Linked DNA regions of Mus musculus: region 2 is linked to region 1. The links are chromatin contacts, called in public Hi-C maps. All regions are on one chromosome and are shown on one strand. The core of a region is the stretch at or near the end of the contact, and the rest is flanking DNA. Distances in the headings are between cores, read along the strand shown.

Region 1 (7,708 bases), core at 2,634-5,133:
AACAGAGGTGTTCTCTCATTCTCGTCTGGAAAGTTCTCCTGGGTGAACAGCAAGGGCAAAGCTGCTTGCTGATTGGTAGAAGACCTCCAATCTGACCTCTTCTTTTAAGCTTGACACGTATTTGCCCCCGACCCCCAGCATCCTTACAGCCTTTTGAAGGTATTAGGTAAGTGTTAGGTTGTCATCATCTGATTTCCATCTTTCTCCTTGAGTTTCCTGTTATCAGGAGAGAGAACTGAGGAGGTGGTGTTCACTAAGTGGATTCAAACCCAGATTTAAGTGAATCTCAGATGGAAACCCCACCCTTACCTCCAGTCCATCCAAGAGCATAGCTGTCCACCCCTGGCTCTAAGGGCAGCTGTTTCATTACCCTTGTGCCTTGTGAGGAGATGCATCAGAGGTACAAAGGAGCATCAGTCTTTGAAGTCACTGTTGCAACTGTGGTATTGGGCTCTTTCTAAAATGCTCTGTTTCTGTATAAAATGCAGTGCAGGATTCACTGGCCTGTAGGTAGCCATGAGCAATAATAAGTCACTTGTTTGGGGTCCATGCTTGACAGGAGTTCTTATGACCTGGGGAAACAGAGTGTGTACAGGACTCACGGTCTGTCCTCTCTTGTGATAGGGTTGCACCCTCTTGTACAGGACAGCATGTGGAATGGGCACAGATGCATCAAACATCTTAGTCTAAAGAGAGGCTAAGTGGTTTTATAGTGTTCATAGAGAGGGAAGAAAATGCTTTAGATTCCTGCTGGTATTTTTTTTCTTAGTGGAAGAAGAAAGAAGGGGAATGTCACATGTGAAATAAAGAGCTATGTGGTGCTCCAAGATTTTTTACCTTGACTAGGAAAGGAAGCTTAGACCCAGCTGATTAGCATGGAATGGAGAAGGAACTTAAGATGGAAGGGGATTCAACTTGGAGCATCTCCTGAGGCTGGGTGGGAAAGGCTGATGTTAGTAACCGAGGCCTGAGGTCAGTCATGGTGGGGTAATATGCCAGGATCAGTCCATGGTCATCTTCAGGAAGGTTAAAAAGATCCTTAAATTTGCAGCATTTGACACTTAGTTACAAGGAGCTGGCATTCAGAGGTATTGTAAGACCCCAGATGCTGGGCCTCCGCTCAAGTCCCGGGATGAGCTGGCCAACACCCCAACGTCCCAAGAGAAAACCACACCTGTTGCAAACTGCAAGAGGTTTTATTATCAGCTAGCTGAGGATGAGCCCTTGCGGTGACAGTAGGGGGCTTTTAACATCTAGCTGAGGAGTTGGGAGGAGTTGGGAGGAGAGTTGGGAGGAGGAGTTCTCTTCTGGGTGTCCTTGGTGAAATTCACAAGGCAGGAGTGGGGAGTGAGTTCTTTCTGAATTTTTATCTCCCTGTCCTCGGCACAGGAAGGCAGGCATCTCTTGTTGTACAGTATAGAAACAAAAAGGCGTTTTTGCTGGCTAATAGAGAACAAAGAGCTTCTTTCTAGCTGTATTTTTAAAGATCAGGGAAAACAAGTTTGGGGAAATGTTTTAGGGGCTCTACCTTGCAGGGAGAAATGCTTTAAGCCGGGGTCTCACAGTATCACAGCTGTGAGACATGCTTATGAAGTGGAAGCTATGACAGTCATCAGGGTCTAAAGAAAATGTACTCAAAAGGAAAATGTAGGTCTCAATAACCTCCTGGTGGGACATTGGAGGAGTGCTGTGACTTTTGGTTGTGAATGGCCACAAGTTACACATGTAAGTGACATTCTCTGGAAGGCTCACCCTTTGACAGAAATAATAGGTAGTTTTGGACTGATGCCAGATTTTTAAAATTTTTATTTATGCTTTATGAGACAGGGTCTTACTCTTTAGCCCAGACTGCCCTGTAACTGATCACATGTAGCCCAGGTTCTCCTTGAACTTGTGGTCATCTTCCTGCCTCTGCCTCTGCCTCTGCCTCTGCCTCTGCCTCTGCCTCTGCCTCTGCCTCTGCCTCTGCCTCTGCCTCTGCCTCTGCCTCTGCCTCTGCCTCTGCCTCTGCCTCTGCCTCTGCCTCTGCCTCTGCCTCTGCCTCTGCCTCTGCCTCTGCCTCTGCCTCTGCCTCTGCCTCTGCCTCTGCCTCTGCCTCTGCCTCTGCCTCTGCCTCTGCCTCTGCCTCTGCCTCTGCCTCTGCCTCTGCCAAGTGCTGGGAGTACAGGCTGTGCCAGCACACAGAGCTGTCTTACAGTCGAGTTTCATCACCCCTCCTCCAGTTCTAAGACTTGGAAGTAGAGATTAACAAGAAAGCTAAACCTTGTAGAGGGACAGCAGGGATGGGAGAACCCGATATTAAGATCTATGACTGCCATTTGTTCCTGCACCTGTGCAGGTTCCTATGAGGAGCCCTTGGCTTAGCCTGAAAGAAAACATGGTTATTCTCATGAAACAGGCTGACAGAATTCTGAAGAATTTGGGGGAAGGGGAAGGGGGAGGGGAAGTGAAGACCGGAGGTAGAAATTCATGATTCCAAGTTGAAGTTCAGCACCAGGTACTGAGCTGTTGAAGGACACTGTTGGCTCCTTTATCATCGGGCTAGATGTGAAGTCTGGAAGTTTAGACCCCAGAACCAACAGATCAAAACAAGCCAGTCCTTTGCTCATACTTTCCCATTTGATTAAGTGGTACCCCTACCCATTTCTTGCTGAGCCCCATATCTAGAAATAATATTTTATCTTCCTCCATCTTTGTTTTTCTCATTCTTCATATTCATACCCAGACTTCTCCTGGGCTCTGCCTTTACACTGAGTTCTCAGCACATCACTCCTAGCGAGGCAGCCCTCAGTGGCCTCTGTGTGCCTCTTATGGAAGTGTGGCTGCAGCTTGCACAGACCCTCCCACCCCCGTCTAGCACTGCTGCCCTGTGGGTGTGCTTTCTTCCATGTGGTGATGCTGTCTGATGCTACTTCCTGCCATCTTGTACATCTTTCCCTGGCTTCACCCTTCCACCCAAATCCCTGGTTCTTTCTTCCAGACTTTGAGAAACTCTTGCTCTGACCTCTCACACAGAAATCGCTTCTCCAAAATTCCTTTCTTCGGAGAACAAGACTCCACTTTCAGCATGGCTTGCTTGTCTCTTCTGGAGAGCAGAGACCTGCTCTGCCTGGTCCACTGTCTTCCTAGTGAGAGGAATGTGATAAATACTACCTGAGCCTTAACCTGCCGCTTAACTTAGCAGAGTGTGAGGAAGTGCACGGCTGACCCCTGCTGAGGGAAGCCACTGACAGTGTCTGTGCCGGTGGCCTTCCTTGGTCTTCCATATGTCCTCTGGAGTCTGATGACTGGTCCTCTCTTCCCTTGCAGCCGGCCCTGCCAGCTGCCTTTTCCATCTACGGTGCAGCAGCATAGCCCCATGTCCTCTCAGACCTCCTCCATCGGTGGTACTCTGCACTCCGTCTCCCTGCCTCTTCCACTTCCCATAAGCCTGGCGGCTTCACAGCCCCTACCAGCCTCCCCCAACCAGCAGCTTGGACCGGATGCCTTTGCGATTGTGGAGCGAGCCCAGCAAATGGTAGAGATCCTGACAGAGGAGAACCGTGTGCTTCACCAGGAGCTTCAGGGCTGCTATGACAACGCTGACAAGCTCCACAAGGTATGTACGTGACATGCCAAGGTAATTTGATAGATCCTGGGAAAGAGAGAGGTAAATAATGGGCTGTCGTTGGCAGGAGACCATGAGGTGCTTGGGATTAATTTCTGAGCCACAGGATGTATCAGAGAGCTCTTAGGAGTCTGATGGCCTGTCTGGGCACTTCCTGTTTTGAATGCAATTCAAAGGAAGGAGGATCCTTGGCAGCCATTCTATGAACACAATTCAGGACTCACCAGCTGCTCATGATAGCTCTGGAAGGAGAAAGGCCTTGCTGAGGATGGGACAAAGGGAGAAGCAACTCCTGTATGAGGAGGCCTAAGGGAGAGTCACATGGTACCAAGGGAGTCTGCTCTCTCGACTCCCCCGCCTGGATGACCTGTCTACTTGAGGGAAGGACTGAAAACAAGGCTCTAGCCTTCTGGTGACGGGGTGAAAGCACAGTGCTTCTTAGCTGTGGCTTAAGGTCCTGCCGTAAGCAGTCGCCTGCCACAAGCCTCCATGTGTGCTGGGCTCTTTCAGTCCTTTTTTTTTTTTTTTTTTTTTTGTCTTCTAACCAAATAATGAGCTACGACTTCACTTATGGTCCCTTTACTCTATAGCACACTCTTGTCTCCTTGTCTCGCTCCTGTGAGTCCCTGTCTTCTCCCAAAGAGCCCCTTCAAACTTCATGTCCTATACACATATATTTGAAAAATATACTCAGTATTATGTGTGATTCTGAGTTTGGTTTACTTCTCTTATATAGTAATCTGTAGTCCTATCAATTTCCCTGCAAATGACATAAATTTATTTTTATATGTATGCTGGTTCTGGGACTAGCAGCTGCCTGCTTGCTTGCTAACGCTTTCCCACAAACTCTGGCTCTCACAGCTAGCTTCACAAATTGCTCTGGTCTCTGTTCCTTGCCCAGTGCTGTCAACGGCCATTTCACCCAGCTCCCTTTAGCCCCGTGGAAGGAAAACACTGGAGGCTTCATATTTTAAAACTGACCAAAGGCTGGGCAAAGATTATCCTGCCCCATCCTCCCTGGCCTCCACAGTTGCCTGCGGAGGCTAAACACTATTGGTGCCCCACAATACCCACCTCTGCAGTTTCCACTCCACTCTGCCATCTGCCCTGACTCCTACCCTCTCCCTCCTGGAAAACCCACCTCCATATCTTCACTCAGCAATTGGCTTTTGCTATCTTTATTAGCCAATCAATAATTAGAGAAACTCTACATACATACACACACACACACACACACACACACACACACACACACACACACACACACGGTATTAAATCACAATTTTTACCCATCTGTCTATTGGATGGGCATCTAGGCTGGTCCCTTATCTTGCCTGCCATTTCATCCAGTCTGCCCTGAGCTGTCCAGCTCTGTGCTAGAAGTTGTAGGTATTCACTTGGAAACACTGCTCTGCTAGGCTGTTTTTATGGCGGTTATAGCTACTTGTTGTTCTGTCCTCGCAGTAGGCTAAAGGCTCCACCATTAGTATTCTTGGTTTGGTAAAATATAAGCAAATAAACTCACACCTGCAGTTTCAACCCAGTCCCTTGCAATTCCTTTGTATACAATTCCTGTGTATCTGTTTATAGTTAGGTTGAAGTGCATTGGTTCTCTGTAGAGCTATTGGACAGACAACATTCAGCAATGAAACCCAGCCTGGCATGGAGAAAGGAGCAGGGTTTCTGGAAAGAATGTTGTGCTTAGAGTCTGGAAGTCTGCATTTGGGTTGGAATGCTTGAGTTCTCCCCACCTTAATATCTTCCAATGTGAAACCAAAACTTTATTAGTCATTATAAATGATGGTACAAAGGGACTGGAGAGATGGCTTAATGGTTACGAGTACTTGCTGCTCTTGCAGAGGACCTGAGTTCACAGTACCCATATTGGGTGGTTCACATCTGCTTGGAACTCTGGGGGATTCAACACTCTCTCCTGGACTCCTTGGAGACTGACACACATATGGTGTGTGGGTACACGAGTGTGAGACACATGGAGAGACATGTAAATAGCAAGCAAATAAGTAAATAAAATCTTTTAAAGGGGATATTTCAGTTATACCTAGGTTCATCCCATCCTCCTATCAGTAGTGAGATACTTTTACTGGGTGCTGTTAGACAGCATTACCAGAACTGAGAGACTGTTCTTACAGGGTCACTGTAGCTCTTATAGAGCAGCAGGAGGAAGATGGAGTAGATATGAATGAAGGCTGAGGCATAGAAAGACATCCGTGAAGATATAGTGTCCATATTCAGGGTGTTGGACAGTCAGCATCACAGAGGCCCTGTCACAAATACCGCTTTAATGCTAGGTCTTTATTACAGTTTGAAAAAGAGCTGCAGAGTATTTCGGAGGCCTACGAGAGCCTGGTCAAGTCCACCACCAAGCGTGAGTCTCTGGACAAGGCAATGAGAACCAAGCTCGAAGGCGAGATAAGGAGACTTCATGACTTCAACAGAGATCTCCGAGGTGTGTCTTGTTCTTTTATACGCTCAATGTCAGGTGTCTTTCTCGGCCCTTCTCTGCCCGATTTTTAATTTTGTTGCGTGTGTGTGTGTGTGTGTGTGTGTGTGTATGTGTGTGTATATGTGTGTGTATGTGTGTGTGTGTATGTGTGTGTGTGTATGTGTGTGTGTATGTGTGTGTGTATGTGTGTGTGTGTATGTGTATGTGTGTATGTGTGTGTATGTGTGTGTGTATGTATGTGTGTGTATGTGTGTGTGTGCGTGTGTGTGTATGTGTGTGTATGTGTATGTGTGTGCGCGTGTGTGTGTGCGTGCGTGTGTGTGTGTGTGTGTGTGTGTGTGTGTACACTGCAGAGGATGACTTTTGAGAGTTGGTTTTCTCTACCTGGTTGAGTCAGGGTCTCTTTATTTCTGCCATACTTAATGCTCCAGACTAGCTGCCTTATGAACTTATAAGTGATTTTCCTGTCTCTCTACAAGAAGACTGGGGTTACAGATGCAAACCATGGCTCTGAAAATCGATCTCAGGCATTCTGGCCTTCATGGTTAGTCTTTTCTATCTAGCCAGCCTCACCTTATTTTTTGAGGCTGGGGCTCTCTTGATGAACCTGGAGCTAGCTGATAGAGCTAGGCTGGCTGGCCATCAAGCAGAAGCCCTGGGGATCTTCCTGTCACCACCTCCCAGAGCTGGGATTACAGATGCATGCCACAGTATGCAGCTCTCATGAGGGCTGGGATCAAACTCAAGTCATTGTGCTTGCGCAGACTGAACTTTCCTGGCTGAGCCATCTTCCCAGCCCCCCAAGGGTTTTCTTGTGATAGCTTGGAGAGTACAGCATTGTCCCTGCCTCAAAACTGCTCATTCAGGGCCCTACCTGACTGTCCCTGTCATGATACACGGCTCTTGGCACTGTCTGTATTTCTCTGCTGTGTGATGGCTTGGGCTTATTCCTCCTTTGTTTATAGATCGACTGGAGACAGCCAACAGGCAGCTGTCCAGCAGGGAATACGATGGGCATGAAGACAAAGCTGCAGAGAGCCATTACGTGTCCCAGAGTGAGTATGTGTGTCTGTCTGTCCCAAAGCTGTTATCTTTAAAATATAGGAGCCTGAAGCAAGGCTCATACCAGCTTCTAATAGGTTTTGTGCTATTTCCTTTTTGTGAGTTAATTTACCCTGTGATCGACAGTCCTCAGATGGGAGTTTCCTCAGTCAGTCAGGGGCAAAGCTGAGTTGTCAGACCTCCTCTCAGGGATGTTGAGTCTGTCTATGTATTAGCTACTCTTGTGGTTGTAATGAAACACTTGAAACAAAGCATCTTACAGGAGGAGGTTTGAGGATAAGGTCCGCTATGGTGGGGAAGGGTGTGGCAGTGGGCATGCAGGACTGCTTGTTCATATAGGGTAGATCAGGAAGCAAAGACAAGAGTTCCGGCTTAGCTTGCTTTCTCCATTTTCTCTTTGTTTAGTTTGGGGCCCTCGCCCACATTCAGGGAAGGTTTCCTTCCTCCGTTATTTCTTTCTGAAAATGCCTAAGACATTTATTAATCTAATGAAGCTGTCCTATAGCTCCTTGCTATCTATTACCCCCTCAGGAAACAAGAGTGAACTCACTATTTAAATTAGTCATAACCCAGGA
Region 2 (7,708 bases), core at 3,765-6,264, 120 kb before region 1:
TGGGTGATACAGGCCTGGAGTTCCAGCCTGGGCAACTTAGTGAGACCTTGCTTCAATATAGCAGCAGCAGAACACTTGGCTAACATGTGCGAGACCCTGGGATTCAGCCCTAGTTCTGCAAGAAAAGGCAATTAACGTAACATCATTCTTCTTTCCTATTAACATTCCATAAACTAGGCTGATAGCATAGTTCACCCTTGTTACAGATCCCAATAGACCCCAATTAAAATAACTAGATCTGTCAAGAGGAGGAGGATTCATGGGTGATTTTTTCCTGTGTTTTGCAGTATTTATAAAATGGTTTTCTATCTATTTTTTAGCCTGATCAAATAACAATTAGCCAAACAAAAAAAGTGAGCTGTTTGGCTCACTCCTGCCGTTTTGGTTGCAGGAGCTGCAGACTGTCCGTGGTTGTGGTCAGGAAGAGATGTCTACTGCGCCTCTTTGCTTCGACTGACCACACTGTGCAGAACCCCCCACTCGGCACTGTTGTGGACTCAGAAGCAACACGTCCGGAGTGGCAAGTGTCCCTGGAAAACCGTGTGTGTGTGTATGTGTGTGTGTGTGTGTGTGTGTATGTATATGTGTGTCTGTGTGTGTATGTTTGTGGGTATGTATGCGTGTGCAAATATGTGCATGCTCATGTAGAAACCAGAGTTTGATACTGAATGTCTTCCTGGTTGCTTTCTACCTTTGGCTGGGCAGTCCCTGCTTTCCCAGTGTTTACATTGACTACAGGCACACAGTCATGCCCCGGTTTGTTTGTATTGACATGAGTGGCAGGAGATCCCGCTCAGGTCTTCAAGCTCACACAGCGGGTGTTTCACGCTGAGCGGTCTCCCGGAAAGATGGATTCTCACACGCACCCGTTGTGCATCGGTTCAGTTGAGCCTTGTTTTGTGACTTCTTCTCTCCACCCTTCCCTGTTCCTCTGCAGGTATGACTTCTACCTGATCAGCCAGACTGCTAACCGGGGGACTGTTAGTCCCACCCACTACAACGTTATCTATGATGACAATGCCTTGAAGCCTGACCACATGCAGCGACTGACCTTCAAACTGTGCCATCTCTACTACAACTGGCAGGTGAGGAGCGTCTTAGTGAAGTGGGTGTGACATCACCATCTGGGCTTGTCGTGCCCTTTCTAAACTCTGTCCACTCTGCACGCCTAACTTCACAGAAGGGAGTGGGTACACGATTCCTTAAATCTGTGGTAGGAGAAGCCCACTCTGCCAACTAAATAAAACCGCGGGGAGCATATCAACAGGCCCAGGTCCAGTCTCCATAGGACTTGAGGATACAAGACGGAGGGTAACATACTAGGAGAGATGAAAGCCAGCAGAGCGAGCCTGGTGAGGGTAAGAGGTGTAGACCTGCCTCTGTTTCTTTCCTCAGGCAAGAGCCCAAGGCCCAGGTTAGCTCTGAGCTCCACTGGGACATCAGACCACAGGCAGTGTAGGGCAGGCCTGCATGCCTTGTCTCCCAGCTTACACACAGTGAAGAGACACACCCCCAGCCCATTTTGCCAGTGAGCTTGGGTTTCCAATGGACCTGTCTCCCTTTGTTGGTTGGGTTTAGTCACTGTGGAGGCCAAATGCATTATCTCTGCAATGTTACATTTCCTTCCCTCCCCAGGGCTTAATCAGTGTCCCCGCACCATGCCAATATGCACACAAGCTGACCTTCCTGGTGGCACAAAGTGTCCACAAGGAACCAAGTCTGGAATTAGCCAATAATCTTTTCTACCTCTGACAAGTGAGCCAGAGGACGGCTTGAGACTCCGAAAGCAGTGGCTCTGCGTTGTTCAGATCTGCCTACCGCTCAGGCTCCTGCGGCTTACGGGGCTTGGGCCTAACTTTAAGTATTGGGAAGGGGGGGTTGTTTTGTTTTGTTTTGTTTTGTTTTTTAAAAAAAAAACTCATTTGAAAAAGTTCAGAACAAACCTATGGGGATTTTTGTTTCACTTGTGTCTAAAACCAACAAAGACAAACAAACAGAACCCACAGAGTGATGGGTTTTCTTGTGGCTTTGTCATGTGTCATTTTACTTTGGCCTGGTTCAGCCTTGTATTTCTCTTCTCTTCTCTTCTCTTCTCTTCTCTTCTCTTCTTTTCTTTCTTTCTTTTTCTTTTTTTTAAGTCAGTGCTTGAGGTAAATTCTCATGTGGTACTTGGGATATATCATCACAGCTTCTAAAACAATATTTGTGTGGTATTTTGATGGTACATAGTGGGGTTTAACTTCAGGAAATTATCAGAGTTTTTCTAAACATTGTAGAGCATTTTGTAGAGTGGGTTAAGTAAATATTGAAAATAAAGAAAATCTAAGCATCACATATGTGTTTCTTGTGACTTAAATTTGAAGTTGAGTGAAGTGAGCCTTGGGTTATTTAAGGAGCTGTGTCACAGACAGAACTCAATGCTTGGTCCTGTGACTGGCTCTCCTTTCCTCCAGCAGAGGTGCCCAGCCTTGCTTCCCACTCACAGGGAAGACAGACACCGAAGGAAGAGGACCTGGGAAGGTCCTGCATCCTGCTCACACAAGAACACCTGTGCTCGTACACTTGGCCTCCCCCACTGTCACCAATACTCACTCTGTGCCCTGTGCACCAGAGCCACCCCCACCAACCCCTTCAGGGGGCTACTCGTCCTCTTTCCAGAGCACCAGTTTTTCCTCACTGACCAATTGACATTATAAACAGGTTATTCTCCAGTGTGTCCTTAAAAAGAAACCATCTAGGGGTTGGAGAGATGGCTCAGTGGTTAAGAGCTGAAAATCTGACTGCTCTTCCAGAGGTCCTGAGTTCAATTCCCAGCAACCACATGGTGGCTCACAACCATTTGTAATGGGATCCGATGCCATCTTCTGGTGTGTCTGAAGAGAGCACTAGTGTACTCACACATAAAATGAATACATAAATCTTTTTTTTTTAAAGCATCCATCTATCTTCTGCAGCTACCACCTCTCTTCCATTCTCTTTATACGCTCTGCTCCATGGACACATTCCTTGGTCTAACTAGAATTTCAGCACAGTAACTGCCTCAGATCTGCTTCATTCAAGGGTGTTGAGGCTTTCACTTTGCAAAGTGTTACAGCCAGATGTTGTGTTACAGCATCTCACCACTTGGTGTCCTCCTGGCCTCTCCTGCACCACTACTTATCTCTACTCTGCTGTGTCTCCCCTCTCACCAGCACTCCCCCTCTGCTAGAGTCCTCCCTCTCACCAGCACTCCTCCTCTGCTAGAGTCCTCCCTCTCACCAGCACTCCCCCTCTGCTAGAGTCCTCCCTCTCACCAGCACTCCCCCTCTGCTAGAGTCCTCCCTCTCACCAGCACTCCCCCTCTGCTAGAGTCCTCCCTCTCACCAGCACTCCTCCTCTGCTAGAGTCCTCCCTCTCACCAGCACTCCTCCTCTGCTAGAGTCCTCCCTCTCACCAGCACTCCTCCTCTGCTAGAGTCTCCCCTCTCACCAGCACTCCCTTGCTGGGGTCCTGATGTGGAATGGAGGAACCCCACTGTGAACCACAGTAGAATGCCCCAGGAATGACAGTGTAGACAGAGGGAAGAGAAAAGTTTTGAAGAAGGAAAGACTATTTCCAAAATCTTCCCATGGTGTAAGGTCATAGGAAGTTGTGTGCGTGTGTGTGTGTGTGCATGCATGTGTGTGCATGCAGGTCTTCTTGAGGCCTTCTTGAGGAGGAGCCAGGTACCTGAGGGACACCAGGCAGCAGTATTGTCACATTGCACTAAAAACATTCGTTTGTTGTTCTTTTCCCCTTCTTCCTTCTTCCCTCCCTCCTTTCCTCTCCTACCTTCTCCTTTCTCTGTCTTGAGACAGTCTTGTCATGGAATCCAGGCTGCTCTAAAACCTGTAACAGTACCCCTGCCTCAGCTCCTGAGTACTGGCACTATGCAGGTAAGCACTACCACACAAGGCCAAAACTTTTTCCTGAGTTGTGTTGGGGAGCTCTGGTCAGACCACTGTCAAGCCTGGCATTCACATTTAATATCCACAGCTGTATGACTAGACTGTATTGAACACTTGGCAACTGATAAAATTATGGATTAGTCACAAGATTAGCCAGAGTTGATGAGATTAACATGTCATGCAAACGGACTTGAGAGAGAAGCCACAACTCTCTCCTGCCTTAATGCACGGTATTGAAAAACTGAGAAAACCTTGCAGGGATTTCATGTGTGAGCTCCTCCTGAGGAAGCTGGGGTCATATACAGGAGTCCTCAGAGACACAAGGCAATGGCAATCTGTGTCATAGTGTCCTTCTGTCAAGCTTTTAAGGTTGCCCGAGTTTGCTGTCTGTTGTGATGAACACCATGAGTGAAAGCAACTTGGGAAAGAAAGGCGTCGGGTGACATGTCCTGATCACACTCCATCACTGACAGAAATCAAGGCAGGAACTCAACAGGAGCAGGAGCAGGAACCACAGAGCAGGAGCAGGAGCAGGAGGAGGAGCAGGAGCAGGAGGAGGAGCAGGAGCAGGAGCAGGAGCAGGAGCAGGAGCAGGAGCAGGAGCAGGAGCAGGAGCAGGAGCAGGAGCAGGAGCAGGAGCAGGAGCAGGAACAGGAACCACGGAGGGCTGCTGCTTGTTTCTCAGCTTCCTTGAATGCAGCCCAGGTCCATCTGTCCAGGGGTGGCACTGCTCGCAGTGGACTAGTCACCTTCACATCTTATCATTAATCAAGAAAACACGGACTTGCCCACAGGCTAATCGGGTGAGGTAATTCCTTATTTGAAGTTTCTGATTCCCAGGTGACTCGAGTTTGTGTTGACTTGATTAAACGAACCAGCACGGGTGGGCTAGAGGCCTATCTAACCAGATGCCTTGTATTAATCAGTGTGCATGAAGTCTATGTCCCTTGTCTAACCAGCTTTGCCCCTGTCGAGGGTGCCTTTCTGAATAGATCCACCAGAGGGCGCATGTACACTGTCCTTTACTGTGCTGGGAGCTGCAATGCTTAGAGAATCAACTTTGAGTTAACTCCAGAGAGCAGCATAGGATTATGAAATCTGTGCTTAAATTCAGATTCCAACAGGCTGGGCGTTGTGTAGGCTCCTCTTACTCTCTTACACTGTCTTCACCATGAGGAGGAGTGGTCTACACTGCGGGAGACAGACCTTACCACAGAAACAGCTTTTTGTTCTGTTCCTTCAGTGTTGGGGGTCAAACTCAGGGCCTCAAATGTGTCAGGCAATTGTTCTACCATTTAGCTACCATCACCCCCCCCCCCCGCGCGCGCGCACACACACACACACACACACACACACACACACATAGTGATTTCATTGATCATGGATGAAGCCTAAGCATCTAAATGTTTTTAACGCCAGGTTTTAAAAGTGCCACATCCCAGTAATGCTACCAGGCTTCAGGCAGTTGCTACAATAAGCCCCATTCTGGCTCTCCTGCTGTGACCGTCACCTAAGTTAACTAGCATCTCATCAAAGCTGCTGGTTGTAAAGAGAAAAGAAACATGCAGCCAGCTTCAGCGCAGCACTGGGTTTGAGTCCTAGAACTTCCACTTGGCAGCCATGAGACCTTGAGTTAATTAGTCACCCTGAGCCTCAGATCTTATAAAAATCCCTATGCCCGTTGTGTAGAATTATTGTAAGAGCGGTAGACGTCAAAGATAATGTAGCTGGCTTTAGTAAGGAGAACCACATAATAAGATCAGATGATCAGTGAACGGATGACACATTTTAGTCAGCACACTTGTATGCCAGGCACTGTGCTAGACTCAAATCTCATAACTCTGCTTAAAGTGCCACTTTTTTTTCTAGATACTTATCAGTTTCTTTTCTCATTGCTGTGACCAAATGTGTGGCACTAAGCAACTAAAGAGAGGACCGGTTTATTTTGGCTCACAGTTGAGGGGATCAGGGTGTCTTGGATGGGGAGGCATTCAACTGTAGTGTCTGGAGAGGCTGGTGGCTCTCTTCTGTACCCATGGCTCAGAGGCAGAGACAGGACAGGAAGTCCTAGCTCGCCAGCAACCCACTTCCTTCAGCTAAGCCCTGCCTCCTAAAGGTTCCACAACCCTGTACAATAGCGCCACCAGCTGGGAAGGAAGGTTACAGCACACATGAACGTGGCTTAAACACAGGGTTGCAAAGAATTTCACCTTCATGGGGGATTGGAAGGATGTGGAAGAAAACATACTTTAAATACATTCCTGTGGGTGCCATGGAGGTGCAGTAATCGTGTCTCATTTTCTATTTAAAACCTTTGGGAGGAATGAAGATGACAAAGCGACATCGTGACTGTGGCTCCTTCCATGTGGCACAGAACAGAGGCTGTAGACTCGGACCATTTCTTCCCAGCGGAAGACTCCGCCATCTCGCGGCCTTGAGTACTCTTGAACGTGGCCAAGTCTATCTCAGAGATGTGCTAGAATTTCTGGCTCTGTCTACCGCTCCTCCTTCTTTCCTGTCCCCTTTTACTGGTGGCAGCTGGGTGCTTGCCCAGGCTCTCTTCCACCTCTTCTTCCTATGGCCCCACCCCATTGATTCCCTGACATGTTTCTGTCTTCCTGTCTACTGCTTGGGAGACCCAATTCTCTTTGTGATGCCAATCTTGTTTTTTTAATAAAAAGCACTTTTAGTCTTAAAATGCCTACTAATCAAAACACGAAATCTAAAAGAAACATTCTACCATGGGATGCCATAACCTTCTAACTGCAGGGAATTAATTTAGCAATTTCCCATGGGAAAATTGACTCATAAATCTTAGCTCACTTCAAGATCCCAAACACGAAATGTCATCTGCTCTTGAAGCTTATTGTCAAATGTCAGGGTTCTGTTGCTCATATTAACCTGTGCTTGGCACACCGATTTGACCCAGTGCACACCGGCCAAGAACAAGCCGGCCGCTGTTTCTGGAAGGGTGAAGAGAAGACTCATTTCTAATGAAGAAAGGATAAAGAGTAGATAAAAGAGAAGATAGAGACCCTTCCTATGTACTTTGTATTGAAGTTTTGATTTGTTTGTGTAACCATTAGCCTTTAATTATGAAAATTATAGATGGACATTATACAACATGTGGAAAAAAAAAACAGTAGAAAAAAAGTCCCCAACATTGGTATTAGCCAGTGAACATGGTCAACACTTGGACTTCACTCCCTTAGGTATACTGCACATGTAGTTTTGTAAACTTTGTTATCAAAATAAAGTCATAGTATGTATAGTTTTCTATTTGATTGCAGATTTTCCGTAGGCATGTTTTAGTGACTAATAACTTACTGTGTAAATGTAACAAATACTTTTCTCTGTTTTTGTTGTATTTTAAGTTATTTCTTGCTATGGGAACATGGCATACAGTTTTTCTCTCCATGTGATTTGGGATGGCTTCCTTAGATTAGGACTCTAAAAGACAAATTACCAAGTCAAAAAGTTATAATACTTAAAAAATTAATCTTTATTATTAATATTGCTTTATGTGTGATTTGTCTTACCTGCACATACATCTGTGCACCATGTGTGTGCAATGCCCACAGAGGCCAGAAGAGGACATTGGATTTCCTGGAACTGGAATTACAGATGTTTGTGAGCTGCTGTGTAGGTGGTGGGAACTGAACCTTGGTCCCGGGCAAAAGTAGCCAGAGCTCTCAAGTCCTGAGTCATGGCTCCAGCTATTCTCATATGTATGTATGCTAATACACTAGAGGCTGGTACTATACTACACATTGAATACATTA

The links. Hi-C and Micro-C count contacts between places; a contact is called where the count stands out from the background.
Region 2: a contact with region 1 is called in a Hi-C map of stem cell-derived neural stem cells, with 2.1 times the contacts expected there. The contact joins two enhancer-like sites. A contact is called at or near these places in 10 of 39 promoter capture datasets (the 3T3-L1 cell line, 3T3-L1-derived adipocytes, cranial neural crest and 6 more), 9 of 484 Hi-C or Micro-C datasets (cardiomyocytes, muscle stem cells, nephron progenitors and 4 more), 6 of 115 datasets of contacts at active chromatin or transcription factors (cardiomyocytes, epiblast stem cells, fibro-adipogenic progenitors and 3 more) and 4 of 9 other capture datasets (adipose tissue, embryonic stem cells, liver and 1 more).

The regions. Positions count from the first base shown.
Region 1 is chr9:14,571,041-14,578,748 of GRCm38.p6, reverse strand. Amotl1 (angiomotin-like 1) reads left to right here. Exons shown (of 13, transcript NM_001081395.1): 4 at 3,310-3,598; 5 at 5,930-6,074; 6 at 7,037-7,126. Among named protein-coding and RNA genes, the nearest start is that of Amotl1, 40 kb to the left of the region's middle. Within about 2 kb of position 3,883, at least 54 of the 459 cell types and tissues checked have an H3K27ac peak or open chromatin away from gene starts, as enhancers often do. A contact at or near this core is called in stem cell-derived neural stem cells, where this site is marked.
Region 2 is chr9:14,696,402-14,704,109 of GRCm38.p6, reverse strand. It overlaps Piwil4 (piwi-like RNA-mediated gene silencing 4), which reads left to right. Exons shown (of 20, transcript NM_001368831.1): 18 at 392-520; 19 at 938-1,085; 20 at 1,636-2,334. The coding sequence ends at 1,752. Among named protein-coding and RNA genes, the nearest start is that of Gm10706, 4.2 kb to the left of the region's middle. Within about 2 kb of position 5,014, at least 42 of the 459 cell types and tissues checked have an H3K27ac peak or open chromatin away from gene starts, as enhancers often do. A contact at or near this core is called in stem cell-derived neural stem cells, where this site is marked.